Regions from separate parts of the Mus musculus genome. Here regions 1, 2, 3, 5 and 6 are each linked to region 4. Evidence: chromatin contacts called from public promoter capture Hi-C data. All regions are on one chromosome and are shown on one strand. The core of a region is the stretch at or near the end of the contact, and the rest is flanking DNA. Distances in the headings are between cores, read along the strand shown.

The links. Promoter capture Hi-C pulls out the DNA fragments that hold promoters and counts their contacts.
Region 1: a promoter capture Hi-C map of pre-B cells shows a contact between it and region 4, with 2.9 times the contacts expected there. The contact joins the promoter of Zmynd10 here to the promoter of Smarcc1 in region 4. A contact is called at or near these places in 3 of 39 promoter capture datasets (erythroid cells, liver and pre-B cells) and 1 of 115 datasets of contacts at active chromatin or transcription factors (large pre-B cells).
Region 2: a promoter capture Hi-C map of pre-B cells shows a contact between it and region 4, with 3 times the contacts expected there. The contact joins the promoter of Hyal2 here to the promoter of Smarcc1 in region 4. A contact is called at or near these places in 3 of 39 promoter capture datasets (the C10 cell line, liver and pre-B cells) and 1 of 9 other capture datasets (adipose tissue).
Region 3: a promoter capture Hi-C map of pre-B cells shows a contact between it and region 4, with 3 times the contacts expected there. The contact joins the promoter of Mapkapk3 here to the promoter of Smarcc1 in region 4. A contact is called at or near these places in 1 of 39 promoter capture datasets (pre-B cells) and 1 of 484 Hi-C or Micro-C datasets (CD4 T cells).
Region 5: a promoter capture Hi-C map of pre-B cells shows a contact between it and region 4, with 9 times the contacts expected there. The contact joins the promoter of Rbm5 here to the promoter of Smarcc1 in region 4. A contact is called at or near these places in 4 of 39 promoter capture datasets (the C10 cell line, hippocampal neurons, liver and 1 more) and 1 of 9 other capture datasets (adipose tissue).
Region 6: a promoter capture Hi-C map of pre-B cells shows a contact between it and region 4, with 8 times the contacts expected there. The contact joins the promoter of Rbm6 here to the promoter of Smarcc1 in region 4. A contact is called at or near these places in 2 of 39 promoter capture datasets (liver and pre-B cells).

What each region holds. Positions count from the first base shown.
Region 1 is chr9:107,545,867-107,548,614 of GRCm38.p6, reverse strand. It overlaps Zmynd10 (zinc finger, MYND domain containing 10), which reads right to left and starts at 1,311. Exons shown (of 12, transcript NM_053253.4): 1 at 1,067-1,311; 2 at 707-815. The coding sequence starts at 1,158. Gm34106 (predicted gene, 34106) reads left to right here. Exons shown (of 2, transcript NR_168657.1): 2 at 616-1,047.
Region 2 is chr9:107,567,776-107,570,475 of GRCm38.p6, reverse strand. Hyal2 (hyaluronoglucosaminidase 2) reads right to left here and starts at 1,313. Exons shown (of 4, transcript NM_010489.2): 1 at 1,243-1,313; 2 at 1-372. The coding sequence starts at 326.
Region 3 is chr9:107,288,570-107,291,269 of GRCm38.p6, reverse strand. Mapkapk3 (mitogen-activated protein kinase-activated protein kinase 3) reads left to right here and starts at 1,393. Exons shown (of 11, transcript NM_178907.3): 1 at 1,393-1,745; 2 at 1,874-2,150. The coding sequence starts at 1,926.
Region 4 is chr9:110,130,705-110,133,404 of GRCm38.p6, reverse strand. Smarcc1 (SWI/SNF related, matrix associated, actin dependent regulator of chromatin, subfamily c, member 1) reads right to left here and starts at 1,381. Exons shown (of 28, transcript NM_009211.2): 1 at 1,097-1,381. The coding sequence starts at 1,288.
Region 5 is chr9:107,769,511-107,772,409 of GRCm38.p6, reverse strand. Rbm5 (RNA binding motif protein 5) reads left to right here and starts at 1,408. Exons shown (of 25, transcript NM_148930.3): 1 at 1,408-1,525; 2 at 2,784-2,849. The coding sequence starts at 2,833.
Region 6 is chr9:107,871,163-107,874,122 of GRCm38.p6, reverse strand. It overlaps Rbm6 (RNA binding motif protein 6), which reads left to right and starts at 1,304. Exons shown (of 21, transcript NM_011251.3): 1 at 1,304-1,474.

The DNA.
Region 1 (2,748 bases), core at 62-2,561, 2.6 Mb after region 4:
TTTCCTGTCCCAGCTTTAGCCTGTCTTAAGTCTCCAACTCTCTTGGGTTTCCTCTGAATGGCCTTTACTGCCATTGCCCTCTTGCACCTTACCCCACCCTCCGTCCAGGGATACCCCACTTTAGGGCAGCTCTGCTCTTCCTGTCCTTATTCTGGTCTTTGTCACCTGGCCTTACTCTTACTTCAGCCCTTTACTGAGCCCTGTTCCTAGACCAATCCCTGCTACCCAGCTCTGCCTTTCTCTTGCAGGAGAACTAGGGCCGCCCTTGGCCCAGCCTCCAGCCAGGCATCTTTCCCGGCTTCTACTTTCTCCTAGTGTGCTACCTTCCCCATTTGGAAAGCCTCACTTCCTCCTTAGAGAGGATCTCTTTGGCCTTACAGTCAATTCAGGCTCATGTCAGCACTTGAGCACTCCCCCTGGAGCCTAGGATCCATGGCTCCATCCACTCTCGCATCCACTGAGGGTACAATAGGAAATGTAGCCAGCCAGGTACAGCGAGGCATGCCTGCAGCCCCGGCACTTGGGAGGCAGACACAGTTAGGCTAATGGCCATCTGGGCTACAGATCAACACCTTATCTCAAAATAAAACAAACATATTTTTCTTTCCCACTTAGGTGTACCAGGCCTGAAGGAAGAACAGGTGCTGCCTAGTGTCCCCAAGAGGTACAATAGAAGGCAGGAATCCTGCCTGGGACCTGGACGTACCTTCCCATGGTTGATTAGCAGTTCCTGGATGGGCTCAGCCTGGCTGATAGTTGCATCAAGGATGGCTTGCATGTTCAGCTTCTCCAGGCTCTCATGCTGCTTATTCCACCTGCCCCCGAAGGGATGTATGTACATTGGGTGACCAGATGTGCAACGGGAGTGAGGGTGGGGTTGGATCCTACTGAAGACTACCATGATCCTGTCCTGGGGCCAGAGGGGCACGGGGGCCATACGCTTCTATCTCAGAGAGCTTTGCCTACCCACCTGGAGGCCCCTCCACACTGGCAACCCCTTCTCCAATGTCAGTTCCAAGCTCCTCCACTAAAAGACCAGTGACTCCACCTGTGGCGGCTGCCTCACCCTTCAGAGCCCATCTCCCGAAGCTGGAAGCTGCGCAGGCCCCGCACCAGCACCTCAGCCTCCCCAGGCAGCAGCAGTTCCAGGTCACCCATGCCAGGGGCTAAGATTCCTTTGGTTTTGGGAAGCAACCCGAATAGGGAAAACTGAAACACTTAGGACTACAGAGTCCAGCGGTAGGACCAAAGTCTTGGGACAGGGCAGTTGCCAAGCCGTTGAAGCGCTTGAGTCGTCGTCGCCATGGAAACGAGGGAGCTTGGCGCCTGCGTAGTTTTGTCTCGATACCGCTCTTGCCACGCCTACCTCACCGCCAATAAGCAGCCCCAGATGCCAGACCCACTCGCCACACCTCCCCAGGGCTTGCACAGCTGTGAGTGTGCAACTCCTGCAGCTGCACTGTCTTAGCCCCTCAATAGGGTAGCTACCGCGGTCTCAGCAGCTGAGTCTTTCAGTTTTTCGTTTTTATGACATAGGCTGGCGTGGAACTTCCTATTTATACCGAGCTGGCCTTCAAATCAAAGGGTTCCACTGGCCTCTGTGTGCTCTGTCTTTCTAGTGCTGAAATTAAGGCATGCGTTACCAGGCTCAGGCCCGCAGCCAGGAGTCCTAATGATGTGCACCTAACATACCTCCCTCCAGAATGGCGCTGGCTCCCAAAATACCAGACCACAGCGGCTTACCAGGAAGAACCTTCCTCCCGCCCTCTCTCCTACCCACGTGCTTCATTTTTTTTGTCCCATTCTCTTTTATTTTAAAAACGTTTGTGTGTGAGCCATCTCCCCAGAACCCCATCCTCTCTTTGAGATGGATTCTCATTATATAGCCAAGACCGACACGGAGCTCGCTATAGAGCCAGGGCTGGTTTAAGCTTTCCTTCTTCTTGGTCGGCTTCCCCAGTGTTGTGGATTGAGGCGTGCACCACCGTGCTTGTTTTCCACGTCCCAACCTCATGAGCTTTCCCTGAGTTCCTCCTACAGGCTTTCTGAGACAGGGTTTGACTATGTCAGCCAGGCTGGCTTTAACTCTGTATAGTCCAAGCTGTCTTTGAACTAATTCACTTGTGTCAGCCTCCTTAGTGTTAGCATCACAAGCATGCGCCACCATGTTTGGGCCCTTGCCTTATTTCTTCTGGAATAGTCTTACTCCTTCAAGGCTCAGTCACTCAGATCCTCCTTGGCCATCTAATACAGAGCAATTTTTGCTCCTGTCCCAATATATTATATCCATCTTACCTGATTCTAGTTCTTTCGGTTTATAGGCCAGAGCAGTGCTCATAGCTGAGAACTTGCCTGTCTAGCATGCACAGAGCCTTGGCTTCAGTCCCCAGGACTGCATACGTGGGGTGTGGGAACATAAATCTATAATCCTAATTAACTAACTCAGGAGACCAAGGCAGGAGAATCAGAAGTTCAAATCAGGAAGTTCCAGGCCACTCTGTGCTTTATAACAGCCCGTCTTAGCTCCACCTCGTACTGACCGCCAAAAAATAAAAATAAAAAAACAAACAAACAAAAAGTTAAAAATCTAAGTGTGGCCAGGCATTCCAGCGCCCACCTTTAATCCCAGCACTCAGAGGCAGAGGTAGTCAGCTCCCTGACTGAGTAGGCCAGCCTGGGCTACGTAGTGAATCCCAGGACAGCCAGAGTTACATAGTGAGACTTTGTCTCAGAAAAATCAACCTCCTT
Region 2 (2,700 bases), core at 64-2,563, 2.6 Mb after region 4:
TGTGCACAGAGGCTGCCGTTCTGAGGCACACCGCCATGCACAGATGTCCCGGCTGCATCAAAACGTGGATACAGGCCTAGACGGTCGTAGTAGAAGGTGGTGATATTCTGGTTGAAAAAACCCTCATTCGGTGTAGCCTTCACATCGAAGGCCCTAAGGTCCAGTGGCACTTTGTGGCGTGGGGCACATTCTTGTGTGGGCACGTTCCATGCTACCACAAAGGGTCGGCCAGTGAAGATGGGCGGCGCTGTGGGCTTAAGCTCCCCGGCCCATGCTACCTCCAGCACTAGGGCCAGTGTGATGATGGGACCTAGTCCTGCCCGCATGCTGGGGGCTACAGGAAGTGTTACCTGCCTGGTAGCAGCTCAGGAACTGAAGAAAGTGTGAGAGAGAACAAGTCAGTCTAGCAAATTCCAGAGATGTGTACGCACCTTCATCCCACATAAACTCCCCAAACCCATACTGTGCGGCACACCATGCTCCTGCTCAGATGGCCGAGGCTGTAACAGGTTTGGGAGATAGCAGGATGCTGATGGGTAGGCAAAAGACCTTAGGGAATTTACCGAAACCACAGAGCTCTTTCTAGAGCAGGGAGCTGCCCGTGGTTGGGCAAGAATCTCCTTTAGGTCCATGTCCTTTCTGAAAAAGGGACTGATTAGGCTACCGACTCACTGCTAGAGTCACTTACATGCCTGTATACCATACAGTAAATAGTTTTAAAACACTCTGAACACCCCATGTCCCCCACCCTCATTACGAACTCAGAATTGATTCTGAGAAGAGACAGCATTTGGGGCACAACGCATACAGAAGCTGGGAAGCTGTTAGGTACACTGCAGAGGAACTGGTATCTGTGCAATGTGCGCCAAGCAGAAGAGCAAGAACGTCAGGACTTAGTCTCGGGCACCGACACTCTTAGGATAGGAGGAGGCGCCCCGGGGACAAAGGGGCAGCGGACTTCCCACCGCGGTGCTCGCCGACCTGCCCTTCCCACCACAGCCACCAAGAATCTGTGTGAGCACTTCGCGACCGGCCCACACCCTCACCTCCCAGCACAAGGGGTCCCGGGTAAAGAGTATTCCACTCCGGTCTTTGTGCGGGACCCCGCCCCCGCCCCGCACGTGGGGCCAGAGTTCAGCCGGGTGGGGGTGGGGTTCCTGGGTCACTTATGAGGGCGCCCCTAGAGATTCAGAGCCCATCTCACAGGAAGAGAGTCACCAGGCTTGCGACGCCCGCCCTCACCTCGAACCAGGCGCCACCAGGACCCACGCCAGGGCCGCCGCCATCCTGGTACCAACCAAGCCCGATCCGGCCCTTCGCCCAAGCACTGCCCCAGCTCGAGCCTCTGTTGGCTCCGCCCCGAGGCCCGCGGGCCCTTTAAGAATCCTGCCTCGGAGGTGGGTGGATGGCAGAATTTACGGCCTCGTAGGGAGGGTGTGTTTCTCTTCCTTTTTGCCAGTGCTGCGTTTCGAGTTCGAGGACCCTTAGATCTTCTGTAGAGGAACATAGTTATGTATCTGAGATTGAATACCTCCTGGAATGGGGATTCCCGCTGGTTTTAGCCACCAGAGCTAACCAGCCTGAGATATTACCCCCACAATCTGTCGTCAGTGGAACAATCCACTCTTTGCAGCTGGCCTCTTAAAGGGATAGAACATTGGATGGGGCGGGCGCGAGCGGAATGAGGGGGTAGTGGTGGTAATGGCATTTGAAATAAAAGCTTATAGCTGAAGCCTTGACTGGGGGTAGCTGCGGATTCAATCCCACCTGTCTGAATATGGACTCTAGCAAAGTGGGCCCTTTGTCTAGTGTAAGAGATTTTGACACGAGTGGATCCAGAACCTCTTGGAACATTAATGACCCGCCTTCGCTGAGCCCAGGTTCCCTCCACTAGTCTGTCTGCGGTCAGAAGGAAGCCCCGCCTTTTGTTTTGCCCGTCTAGAGGAGGGGGCCTAGTACAGCTTCTGAGCCCTCCTTTGGCAAAGCAGACATAGTGGTTGTCCTGGTAACCAGGGGGGTGGGTCGCTGCCTTGCCAAAGGGATTGAAGTTCAGTCGGGCCAAAGGGGAAAGTGATCTAGCCACTTTCACCGGATCCACGCCAGGGCTTGCCAATTTACTGGATTCTCCCCGGACCAGTCTCTGCGACGAGGTGAAGGTGGGATGGTTGTCCATAGGGGTACCCACTCAACTCCAAATAAAGAGCAATTTGCCAAAGTTTCGGGCCTGACTTCGTAGAAAGGAGGCTTCAGTGTCTCCCTAGTACCCCGACTCCATATTCTGAACCTTTCTGCCTTGCAATCCCCTTCCAGTGAGGACTAGGTTTAGACCTGTACCCTCGCCTCTTAGATCTGCTCTCCAATGCACGACTCAAATCTCCGAAAGTCCGCTTCTGGCCGCCAGCCCCTTTCCCTACCGCAAGCTTGGAAGCTAGGGAGCGCCGCAGGAGTACACGCATTTATGGCAGTGCGGACTAGCTTTATGTACTACTCTGCGCTCACCTGAGTAGAGTCTCTCCAGCCAGGTTCCTTGCGCCAGCTGCTGCCCTCTGGGCAGTCTGCTGGGGATTTGATAAACCCCATTCCTTCCCACCCACTCCCTCCCGCCTCCCATCCCTGCTCTTTCTCCTCACTTCCTGCTGCCCTCCAGGCGGAAAGGGCCAGGGGGGCGGGGAGGAGAGCCCCTTGACCCTGTTTCCCTTG
Region 3 (2,700 bases), core at 144-2,643, 2.8 Mb after region 4:
GGATGCAGTTGTACAAATAGAAGGGCACCAATTTTCTGTTGGCCACTGACAGTTGCAGAGTGCAGCCCAGGCATCTTTGTGTGTGTTGTGGTGGAAGGCCGGACACAGCCTCCTTTGGGTGGGACAGAGGTCCGGGTGGCTGCAGTTCTGAATATAGTCTGTAGATGGCAGCAGAGACCTGCTCAGAGGGCTTGCCTGTGGCGCCGCCTGCTCTGTAGACTTGTGGGAAAGTTGGCTCAAAATATCTATGATAGGCTAAAAGGTGAAGGTCTAAGTGCAGAAGGGAAAAATTTAAAGCGAATAGAGGAATTGGATGGAAGAAATGGATTTTAATGTTAAGGCTGATTGATTGAGCCGGGCGTGGTGGCGCACGCCTTTAATCCCAGCACTTGGGAGGCAGAGGCAGGCGGATTTCTAAATTCAAGGCCAGCCTGGCCTACAGAGTGAGTTCCAGGACAGCCAGGGCTACACAGAGAAACCCTGTCTCAAAAAACCAAAAAACAACAAAAACAAAACAAAAGATTGATTGGTTTTTCGAGACAGAGTTTCTCTGGCTGTCCTGGAACTCTCTTTGCAGACCAGGCTGGTTCGAACTCACTGAGGTCCGTCTTTTTCTGCTTTCAGAGCGCTGGGATTAAAGGCATAGGCCACTATGCCCAGCTAATTTTATTTTTTAAAAACATAGCCTCACGATGTAACCTAGGTTAGCCTCACAATCCTCCCGCCTAAGCCTTCCTCGCGCTGCAATTACAGGTGTTCATCACCATGGCCAGAACTTGAACTTTTATTAGTTGAGATTCTTAGAACCTAAAGCTCAAATCACGAGGTGAAAAGTTGATGCAGCTGACCAAATGGGAAATCGAGATTTCTGATTCAAGAGCGTCCCAAGTGTGTTCAACTTACGGCTACGGGCTGTAAGTGGTCCAGGGAAGTATGAATGTGGCCCAATACATTTATTTGGAATGACAAGTGAATTGCAAAGTCAAAAGGTTAGTCAGGAAGTGCATAGAAAGGAAAGCTAGCCAGTTGTTAGACAGATGCCCTAAACCAGGAAATGAGTGGCGGGTTAGACAACAACATGCCAATTCCCAGGGCACGCTGACTAAACATTCAAAAAGTTGAATTCTGAAACACTTAGCTACCTGGAAATTTTGGGAGTCTAAAACGCCCCCTGGCAGCTAGCAAAAAGAACACTTCACTCAAGAGCCCGCAAGAGAAACAAAATGTCTTGCGCTGTAACTTTTCTAGATCACAGATAAAATCCGAGGAGGCTGGTACAACAGTTGAAGGAGCTCCTAGCGGTGTCCCAGGGCGCTGCGAAAGTTACAGTGAACTTGACGAGGCCACGCCCCATTTTGTCTCGACTCAGAGGCGGAGTCTGCCAGGGGCTCTGCCCTGGCCTGCCCAACCCGGACTAGCCTGGCCCTTTAAGGTTGACCTAGCGGGGCCCCAAGTCTGAATGACGCGACGAGAAGCGGGGGTGGGGGGTCACGTGGGACGCGGGCGGCGAGACTCTGGGTCCAGGGCTCCGGTCCTCAGCGGACTCCAGGGATCACTATCTCTTGCCCACTCTCGCCTGCACCATGATTTTCGTGTAGTGCTTTGCCACCAAGTGCGCCTTCGCCTGGTCCGCCTTTCTTGGGTCTCTGTATGGCTGGTTCTCAAGACCTTGTTGCTATACAGCGCCGGACTCCTTCCTAATTTGACACGTGCCTGGGCTGAGGGATCACCTCCCCCTGCTGTACGTAAGTACTCTCAGGCAGTTTCCAGCTTGTCTTGGGCCAGGAGCCCAGTCAATCTAGTTCTGGAGAAACCAAAGCTGGGGTGTGTCCAAAAAGTCCCGGTGGGGAGTGACTCTTTCCCTTTCCTTCAGGTGCCTCTGGACGCGCCAGGCTGGGGCTACCTCCGAGCGCCCCGTGGGGGCCATGGATGGCGAGACAGCAGGGGAGAAGGGGAGTCTTGTGCCCCCGCCAGGTGCGCTCGGCGGGTCCGCCTTGGGTGGTGCTCCGGCCCCAGGTGTGCGACGGGAACCCAAGAAGTACGCGGTGACTGATGACTACCAGTTGTCCAAGCAAGTGCTGGGTCTGGGTGTGAACGGCAAGGTACTGGAGTGCTACCATCGGCGCTCTGGCCAGAAGTGTGCCCTGAAGGTTAGTGACCCATCTCTCTGAGGGCTAGGGTGACATGGAGGGTCCAACAGCAGAAACCTGTGGATGTATCTGTGTCCGGGGTCTCTATTAAACATCTACACATGGCATCTTGTTTTATTTTCAAACTCTTCCTCTAGCGTCAGACTCGTGGTCCTCTTAGCCTCACATACACGGAAACAGGCTGACCTACCTAAACTGAGGGTGTGTCCCAAAGAGCGAGGGGAGGAGTCAATGTGAGTAGAGCTGTTGTACCCGGAAGGCAGGAGGGTGTGGCTGTGCGCTCTGGTTCTGGCTTGGGCTTTGTGTTTAGGCCCAAAGGATGCTCTTAAATTCTTAGTTATCCCCTGCAGGTAGCTCCTTCTATGGGGATGCGGCTAAGTTTTCCTTAGGCTCAGTGCAGGGTTGTCCTCCTCATGGCCCCTGCCCGCTGAGGTGGGACCATGAGCCTCTTAGGGTGTTTTTTGACTACTGGGCCCCTTGAGTTGAGTTGGTGGCCTCTTGTGGAAAGGGGCAAGCTTTGCTCATAAGCTGACCCACCCTGGACAGACGA
Region 4 (2,700 bases), core at 132-2,631:
CCTTTGATCCCAGCACTTGGGAGGCAGAGGCAGGCTGATTTCTGAGTTCGAGGCCAGCCTGGTCTACAAAGTGAGTTCCAGGACAGCCAGGGCTATACAGAGAAACCCTGTCTCTGAAAAAAAAAAAAGTATCTAAGTTCAATTCCTGGACCAGTATGGTGTTCGAGGAGAATTGATTTGCTTAAGTGGACATGAAAACAGGAGTTGTGTGTACCCCTCCAAAGTAAATAGTTGTAATTCTTTTTAAAGTGTCAACAAAGGGTTAATTCACGACTTTTGTAAAACAACTGACTCAGCAGAATTTGCATTCTAAAGTACGGGAAACACACTTTTCCCAAAAAAATTAACATTGCAAAAAATATATATATGATAAAAACTAAGCTCTCGCCAGGTGTGGTGGCGCATGCCTTTAATCCCAGCACTTGGGAGGCAGAGGCAGGAGGATTTCTGAGTTCGAGGCCAGCCTGGTCTACAAAGTGAGTTCCAGGACAGCCAGGGCTACGAAAAACAAAACAAACAAACAAAAAAACCTAACTCTCGCTTGTACTCACATCCTTACACACCACCTAAAGTACAATGAAGTGGAAAACCAACACTTTTAATAGTTCTATATCAATTGTACAATACAAGGTTTAAACCTACATGAATCCACAAGGCCAGTCATCCAAGGTCCCCTACTAATCCACATAGGGTAGCAAGCCCTTAGTTACCTAGACGCTCAACAACTGGTCTCTAAACAAAACTTCAAGATACTTTTATTAGGATGGGCTCTTTGTTCACACACCTAAGGCAGCTAACAAAAGAACAGAAACACACGCTCTGCGACTCTGTCCAGTTCCACCTCTCCTGCACATAAGAGAGAGTGAGATGGGGCTTCCCACGCGAGTACGTGGGCCCCAGAGAGCCAGCAGCTGGGGCCAGGTCGCCGCGTGCCTAGTCGCCCGCGGGGGCGTGGCAAGCGCCGAGCCGGCCTTTGTTGTCCCTCGTGGCGCGCGGAGGGGGGGGGGGAGGGGCGGCCCCAGACATGCGAAGCGGGCAGCCACCATCAGCCCCCGTCGCGTGGCTCCTCGGTCCCCACGGGCGCGCGCGAACCCACCTTCTTGTAGTGCTTGCCCAGCCAGACTCGCACCGAATCTAGCTGGGACACCGTGTCCGGGCTCTCCCAAAACTTGCTGGCCGGGCCCCCGTCCTTCCTCCGGTACACGGCCAGCCCGGAGGCCGCCGCCGCACCCCCTGCACCCACGGCGCCTGCTGCTGCTCCCGGACCGCCACCCGCTGTCGCGGCCATAGTCACCGTCCGTCGTGTCTACCGCCCGGCCTAGCCTGGCCCTCGCGGCGTTTCCCGTTCGCACCCGCGCGCGCGCGCGCAGATGCCACCTCCTCCTCCTCCTCCTAGCCCCGCCCAGCCAACCCTCTTCCGGCGCCGAGGCGCGGCCACGCCCCTTCTGGACCCTAAAGCTGCAACGAACAGGCACTGAGAGCGGGCGTACGCATGCGCAGCACGCCGGTAGTCCCCTACGGACTGAGGCTGCCCGCCTTTTCCTCTGGTCTCTCGGAACTGAGCCTCAGCCTCTGCTGTTGGTAGACACTACGAATGACTCTTCCGGGCCCCGTTTGTCTATTCGTTAGGCGGTCAACAATCTCAAGGAGGTTCTGTATCTCTACTAGAAAAAGCGGTCTAGGGTGTGCAGTGCGAGCCGAGCCCCACCCCACCCCACCCCCCCGCGTACCCGCCCCCGAGCGCTAGTAAGCAATTCCTGCTAGTCCCGGAGGCCGCGTCGGTTTGGGGACCTGCATTAAAGACCTAGTCTTTCTTGGGGCTTCATTAATGTTTCTCGAACCACATCAGATGGTTTCTGCTTAGTCGGCCTAGCTCCAGCTACTTCTGCGACCTGGACATTATCTTCCTTTGTGATTCGCACTCTCTCAAATTCATCACTTTAAAAGTATTCCAGAAAACCAGTCCCTGAGTGAACAAGTGATCACAATTACCCAACGGTTTTTTTTGTAGCTCTCTCTTCAACCTGGTGTTTTTATCATCCGCGTTGGGAACTGGACGCTTTATCTACATTTGAAGGCTATATGAAGGCTGAAAGTTTACATTGTAAACAATGTATTGGCTGTATTGGAAACGTGAACATGATATGTTCACGAAGCTCCAAGTGAGGAGGTGTGATGAGTTTATAGACCTTAAAAAAAAATGGAGATAGCCTAGAAGATGTAGTGTGCACGCCTTTAATCCCATAAGGTAGAAGCAGGAGGTTTTCTGAGTTCCAGGCCTGCCTGATGTACATAGAGCTTGAAAGCCAGGACAACCAGGGCTACAGGAAACCCTCCCTGCCTGAACAAACAAAAGAGACTAGTTGTCTCAGGTTATGTATTTGGCTCAGTTCTTAAAAAGCTTGGCAACCTGAGTTGGAACCCCAGAATTCTCATAAAAGTAGAAGGTGAAATTCTTCACGAAGTTACACCCTGACTGTGTACTGTGGCACACATACATCACCCATACCTAATTCTGGGTGGTAGTAATCCTAGCACTCAGGAGGTCGCTGACTTTTAGGCCAGCTTGTTACCATAGTGAGTTCCAAGACTACATACAGAGACCCTGTCTCAACAACAAAATGGAGCAGGGCAGTGAAATGGCTCAGCGGGTAATGCCAATAGTGACGACCTAAATTCAATTCTGGAACTGGAACAATG
Region 5 (2,899 bases), core at 159-2,658, 2.4 Mb after region 4:
AATTGAGAGGATGCCATTCATCCCTGGATGGAATCTGTCTAGGGATAGGGGAGTAGCTTTTGAGTTTAAAATTGAATTGGCAGCATGGTGGCTCACCTTTAATCCCAGCAACCAGTGAGTGAGTTCTTTATATCACCCTGGCTTTCCTGGAACTCACCTTTTTAGACCAGGCTGGCCTTGAACTCAGAGATCCAATTACCTCTGGGATTATAGGCATGGATCACCACACCCTGCTATAAGTGGTTTCTATGATCTGCAGACAAATGTATATTTTCTGCGGTTAAGTGTGTTATATATACTCAACCATAATTGGGCATATCTTAACATTTACATAATTGTATACTGAGAATACATAGATACAAAAGAAAGATGTTGAGTATGTGTTCCTTCAGCTGTGTTATCAGGCATTTCTAGCCAGTTTCAGTCACCCTAATTCCTGCACACCGTTATTCTTATCAGACTTGTAATCCCAGAAGGAGGTGAAAACTGGAGGGTCAGAAACAGTCCCACACTAAGGAGATGGATCTTGGTCAGTCTACATTGTGAATTCCAGGCTAACCAGAACTATAGAGACCCTTTCTAAAGAAAACAAAAGGGAGGGAAGGGAAGAAAAATTAAAAAAAAAAATGAGGGAAATCTGCTCCCTAATAACTACATATGCAGAGGACAAGTTATGGCAACTGGATGACAATATCTCCACAAAAAGCAGAGAGAGGGGGGGGGGGAACCTCTAGGGTTTTGTCTGTTTTGTTGGATTTTTTTTTTTAATGTGTAGTTGGGTGATGATTTGGTTTGAATTTGGGCTGCTTTGCATTTACTTATTGTTGGTGTATTTGAACACACATCCATGTTTGCCACATCAGAAGACTACTCTCATGCGTGGTTCTCTTTCCATCCTGTGAATTGCAGGGATGGAACTCAGGGTTTTAGGCTTGGCAGTAAGCCTTACCTGATGAGGCTATCTCACAGGCTTGGTTTTATTGTTGTTTTGTTTGCTTGTGGCAGGGTCTTACAACAAAATATCCCTATTGTTCTGGAGTTCATATTCTAGTGCTGGCATGGCTTCTGAAAACAAGCTAGTTCAGTTTCCAGTTTACCGAATTATTAGCTCTGTATGTTTGTAAAACGACTAGGGAAGTAATCCGTAGTATGCCTTCTCTACGAACTGGATTATACGTTTTACAGTGTGTCAAGCGCTGGTAAAGTTCACATCCGGGTTCTCAGAAGCTGAATGGCAGCTTTGTCATGGAGCAGATGAAATACGCAAAAAAATTAACGCAGGGTATAGTGACAGGCTGCCTGGGCGACCACACTTCCCGGCAGCCCTCGCGCAGACCGGCACCCTCGCTGATTGGACGCCTCTGGAGAGGCGGGTAGGATGGGAGGTGGGGGAAGGTCGACGCGCGAGGGACTGTGGGTAGGAGAAGACGGTCGGTGGAGACGCCATTTTGTGGAGCGGCCGAACCTTGTAGGAGGTTCTGGGGCGCAGAGCCGCTACTGCTCCTGCTTTGTTCCCTCTGTGGGGGTGAGTGCGGCTGCCGTCCATTACACCCCAGTGATTTTGCAATTGGTGCTGTCCCTTAAGTCTGCCTGTCAGCCGCCAGAGGTGACCGCTCAGCCGAGTCTTTGAAGAGACTAAACTAAGCAAGCGCTTGAGGGCCGCGCCCCTCCTCGCCTCTGGCTCTGCTGGCTTTCATAGGTTGCCCCCTAGCCCGGTCCTCGACCCGCCTCTTTGGAGTTGTTTGTCTCTTGCTGGGACGTTGTCCCGAATCCCCTGTCGTGCGGAGCTGTGGAGCGCCTGGCAGTCTCTTAAGCCATCATCGCCCTGAGTCTCCAACTGAATCTCGCTGTGCGAAAGGTGGTTGGGAATGGGTGTGGGGAGGGATGGATGGAAGATAAGAAAGATGGACTGAATGCCGGATTCAGTTGCGCCGCCATCTCGGCTGCGATACCCCGCGGAGGTGGGCATGGGCAACCTCCCTGGGAGGTGGGTGCGGGCATCTCGGGCGAAAACAAGGGACAGCCGTAGCCGTTCGACCCCGGAACTTGACCCACTAGATGTCTCTTATTTTTTAAGTCAACGAATGTTTGTTAAGTGCTTGCTTTAAAAGACCAGATTCTAGAAATGGCAGTAACTATAGTTTCTGGGACATCACAGGCATCATAGCTGTGTGATGTTTTATTACGGCCAATCGGCCGGGGAAAGGCTGTGGGTCACTCGGTGGCCTGTTGTCGATCAGGGCTGGTCCAAGACATAGGTGTTATTGATACACAGATATTAAGCCGAGTCAAGGTTTGGTCTTGTCTTACTGAAATAAATTGAGATCAGGCGATGTGTTATATATGTAAATTTCAATCAGATCAGCATTCCAGCTTCTAAGTTTTTGTCAGAAAAATTTGAGATCGTGTTACAATTTTAGTGTTGAATTTTATATTAACGAAGACAGTTGGATGAATGCTTTAATCATTGTCCATCTCAATAAATAGCGTTGCTTTGGTTATGAAAATCAGGAGCTTTTTGCTTTGTAATTGTAGTGGGAGTGTCCAAGGTGTCTAAAGCCTTCACCCTTCTTGAGTTTCTTATTGAATATATGATCTTAATATGTTAAAGTGACCTTCATCTTCCTGCTTCTTAACACAATTATGACTTAGTGTTGACAGCCTCCTTTTCCTTCCTCTTTTTAGTCATTGTTAAGTATTAGCCACAGTTTCTATCCCAGTTTGTAGGGTTCTTGAATTAAGTGATCTCTGAAATTTGCAATTTTTCTCTTTCCCACCCCTAGGGGAAAATTTAAGCCTTTTGAAGCAGTGTGCTAGCTCTTCCGTGAGACGATGGGTTCAGACAAAAGGTGAGTTTCAATACATGACATGCCTTTGATCTCAACAGCTTAGTTGGGAC
Region 6 (2,960 bases), core at 55-2,554, 2.3 Mb after region 4:
GAATACTGACTTCCAGGCAGCTAGGATAAGAATCTTATTGCCTACACCCACAGTGACACACCTACTCCAACAGGGTCACAACTTCTAATAGTGCCACTCCCTGAGCTGAGCATATGCAAACCATCACACAGGGGTTCCTTTTTGTAGCCCAGACTGTACTAGAACTCACTCTGTAGAACAGGCTTGCCTTGAACTCAAAGGTACATCTGTTTCTGCCTCTGGAGTGGAGGGATTAAAGTATTGCACCATCACTTCCTGTCTCCATGCCCAGCTTTTTCCAGTGGGCATTTATGGCAGCAGCATTTATTGATATTTTATTTGTCACATATGTACAGTCCCCTCAGAGGCTAGAAAAGAGCATTGGATCTCTTTGAACTGAAGGAACAGAGGATTGTGAACCGCCACGTAGTTTTTGGGAATTGAACCTCTGGAGAGCAACCAGTGTTTTTAACTGATGAACTGTTTCTCCAAGTGTCTTTCTTTGACCTTGAAGAATCGAATTAGGCTACAATATCATATATCGCCAGGGCATACACACAAGGCACCAGGTGGCTGGGATAAGCAAACCCCTCACAATATAGACAATCTACCTGAGAACTTGGGAGTCAGGTAGATCATTAGCTGGAAGATTCTGGAAGAGGTTGCGTATCAACAGTTACTTTGCTTTCTTTCCGTTAGAATTACGATGTGCAGTTTTTGTGGCGAGTCACGCGTGTCTACATTTATTGCCTAGAGCTAGCGGGACCTGTAGAAACAAGTTTTATTATTTTTTTTTAATGGGTTGAGCTACTGAACCTTTTTACACGGATGATTTCCGCCTGGAGTGTTTGACCAGAAGTCTGTCGGAAGGTAAAAAAGGACGAGTCTTTGGGTCCTAATACTTCAACTCAAGCAGTACTTTTGCATTTATTCTCTGGACTTAGGTAGAAGGGGTCTTATTTATGTAGCCGAAAAGCCAGCAGCCCTTTGCCGTAACGGAATAAGACCGGAAAGATCTCCTCCCATTTTCTGCACCCGAACTGACAATCTCTCTCTTTCCCAAGGGGCAAGGCAGGACCGTCCCCCAGCACCTGGCAGGGTGTGTCACTAGGCTGTCTAAGCCACCCGGACCCCTTGCACACTTGCGAGGAAAACACCAGAGAAGCAGTGACAGCACTGAAGCCAAACCATAACTCCCGGCAGGCCCTGCGGAGAAGCGTGCCTTCTAATTGGGCAGTGGCTAACAGCGTGCCTTTCCATTGGGCAGCAGCTCCACCAGCCGTCAAAGCCGCTGCGCGCAGGGCACGGCGGGAGAGGAGGCCGCGGGATTTGCGGCCGTACTTCATCTCCCGGCGGGCCCAGCGCTGAAGGCGGTGGCGCGACGCCTTTGTGGAAGCCGGAGCCCACCGGGAGGAAGTTCCGGTCTCCGGGACGCTGGGTCCGTGGCGGCCTCTGAGGAGGAGGAGAAGCGGGCCGCGGCGGCTACGCTGCTTTGGTAAGGGCCCAGGCTAGGAGAGAGGGCGTGCCCGAGCTTCTGGGACGGGGTCAGCGGGCCTGGCGGCTCTGGAAATCGCGGGCCCGCGCGGCCTAGCAGCCGTGGCTTCGAAGACACGGGGCGGCCGCGGCCTCGCTCGCTTGCGAAAACAGTCGTGTGTCGCGGGAGGCGCCGCTCGCGGCAGGAACGCCCCGGAACGGTCGCGGGCCCGGGGCGGGGCCCGAGGCGGCTGTAGAATTACCGGTCCCAGCGCGGAGCGGCCAGCTGTGGGGCGAGGGACCCGCGCGTGGCAGCGGTTCTGGCGCTCAGCTCTGTGGTGCTGCAGGAGAGATTTCTTTCTCTTTCCCCTTGTGTTTGTGATCTTGTCCTGAGAGACATCACTAGATACGGAACTCTTGTGCCCTGCAAGTAACCTTGGCCGCCCACCCAGACACCCAACCAGGAAGGTGCGAGAGTTCAGAACCTGGCCCACGGGCCCGTAGAACCGGGAGGTGGGCGAGGGTGACTGGTGGGTTCTGTACCGGTTGGGCGAATGTAGGAGGAGAGTGATGTTCCCACATATTCGTGCTTTAGATTCCTTTTGGCGTTGTTAATAATGTGCTTTTCTTTTAACTTTATAATTGACGTTGAGCTAATGAATTCAAGTGTGGGGTTGCGTTTCTTAATTAAAAACAAAAGGCCTTATTTGTAGAGCACATATACTTGAGGTAGTTTGTATATTTTCTCCTCCCCCTCACCCCCACCCTAGGCATTCTTATTAATTTCAGACTAATTGGATATAAGTTAAGGAGTAGGTTTTTTTTTTTTTCTTTTTTATCCGCTTGATCACCCAGGTCATTTTCTGAACTCTGGATTGTGCCTTAGGATTGTTAGTTTTCAACTTCCTGTTGACTAAATATGTCACAGTTAACATTACTAAGCTTGTGAGAATCAAAGGGGAAAGTGTCAACAGCTAATGACAATGTGGAAAGTAACTTAGCACTAAAATACTAACTTGAGGAAACATAGTGGTTGAATCTACTGCCAGGCTTAGTGGAGTTTAATCCTGAAGTTTAGGAGGATGAGGCAGGAGGATGTCAGGTTTGAAGCGCCCTAAGCTGCATTGAGACCCTAAAAACTTTGAGTCTGAATTTTATTTAGCTCCTTAACTAGTAGTACACTTATATAAATGCTTATCTGCTTATAAAATCTATAGGATTATCTATAGTGTATGTGGTCTATAAGGCAGGTTAGGTAGGACTCAGTTCTCAACCAGCAGAACACCCTTGCTGCTCATTGAATCCAGGGCGCAAGTTATCTACCACTAGGACCAGCCTTCTTTACAGAATTTTCTTATCAGGCTTGAGTTTATTCTTACCTGCAGGTTTTTGTGGCTCTTCACAAGAATTTCTGGTGTGAGAATTATTATTGTCGTCTCCACCTTCCACCCCCCTCACCCCCCACAACATAGGGTCTTTCATAGCCAGGCTGGATTTGAATTAAACTT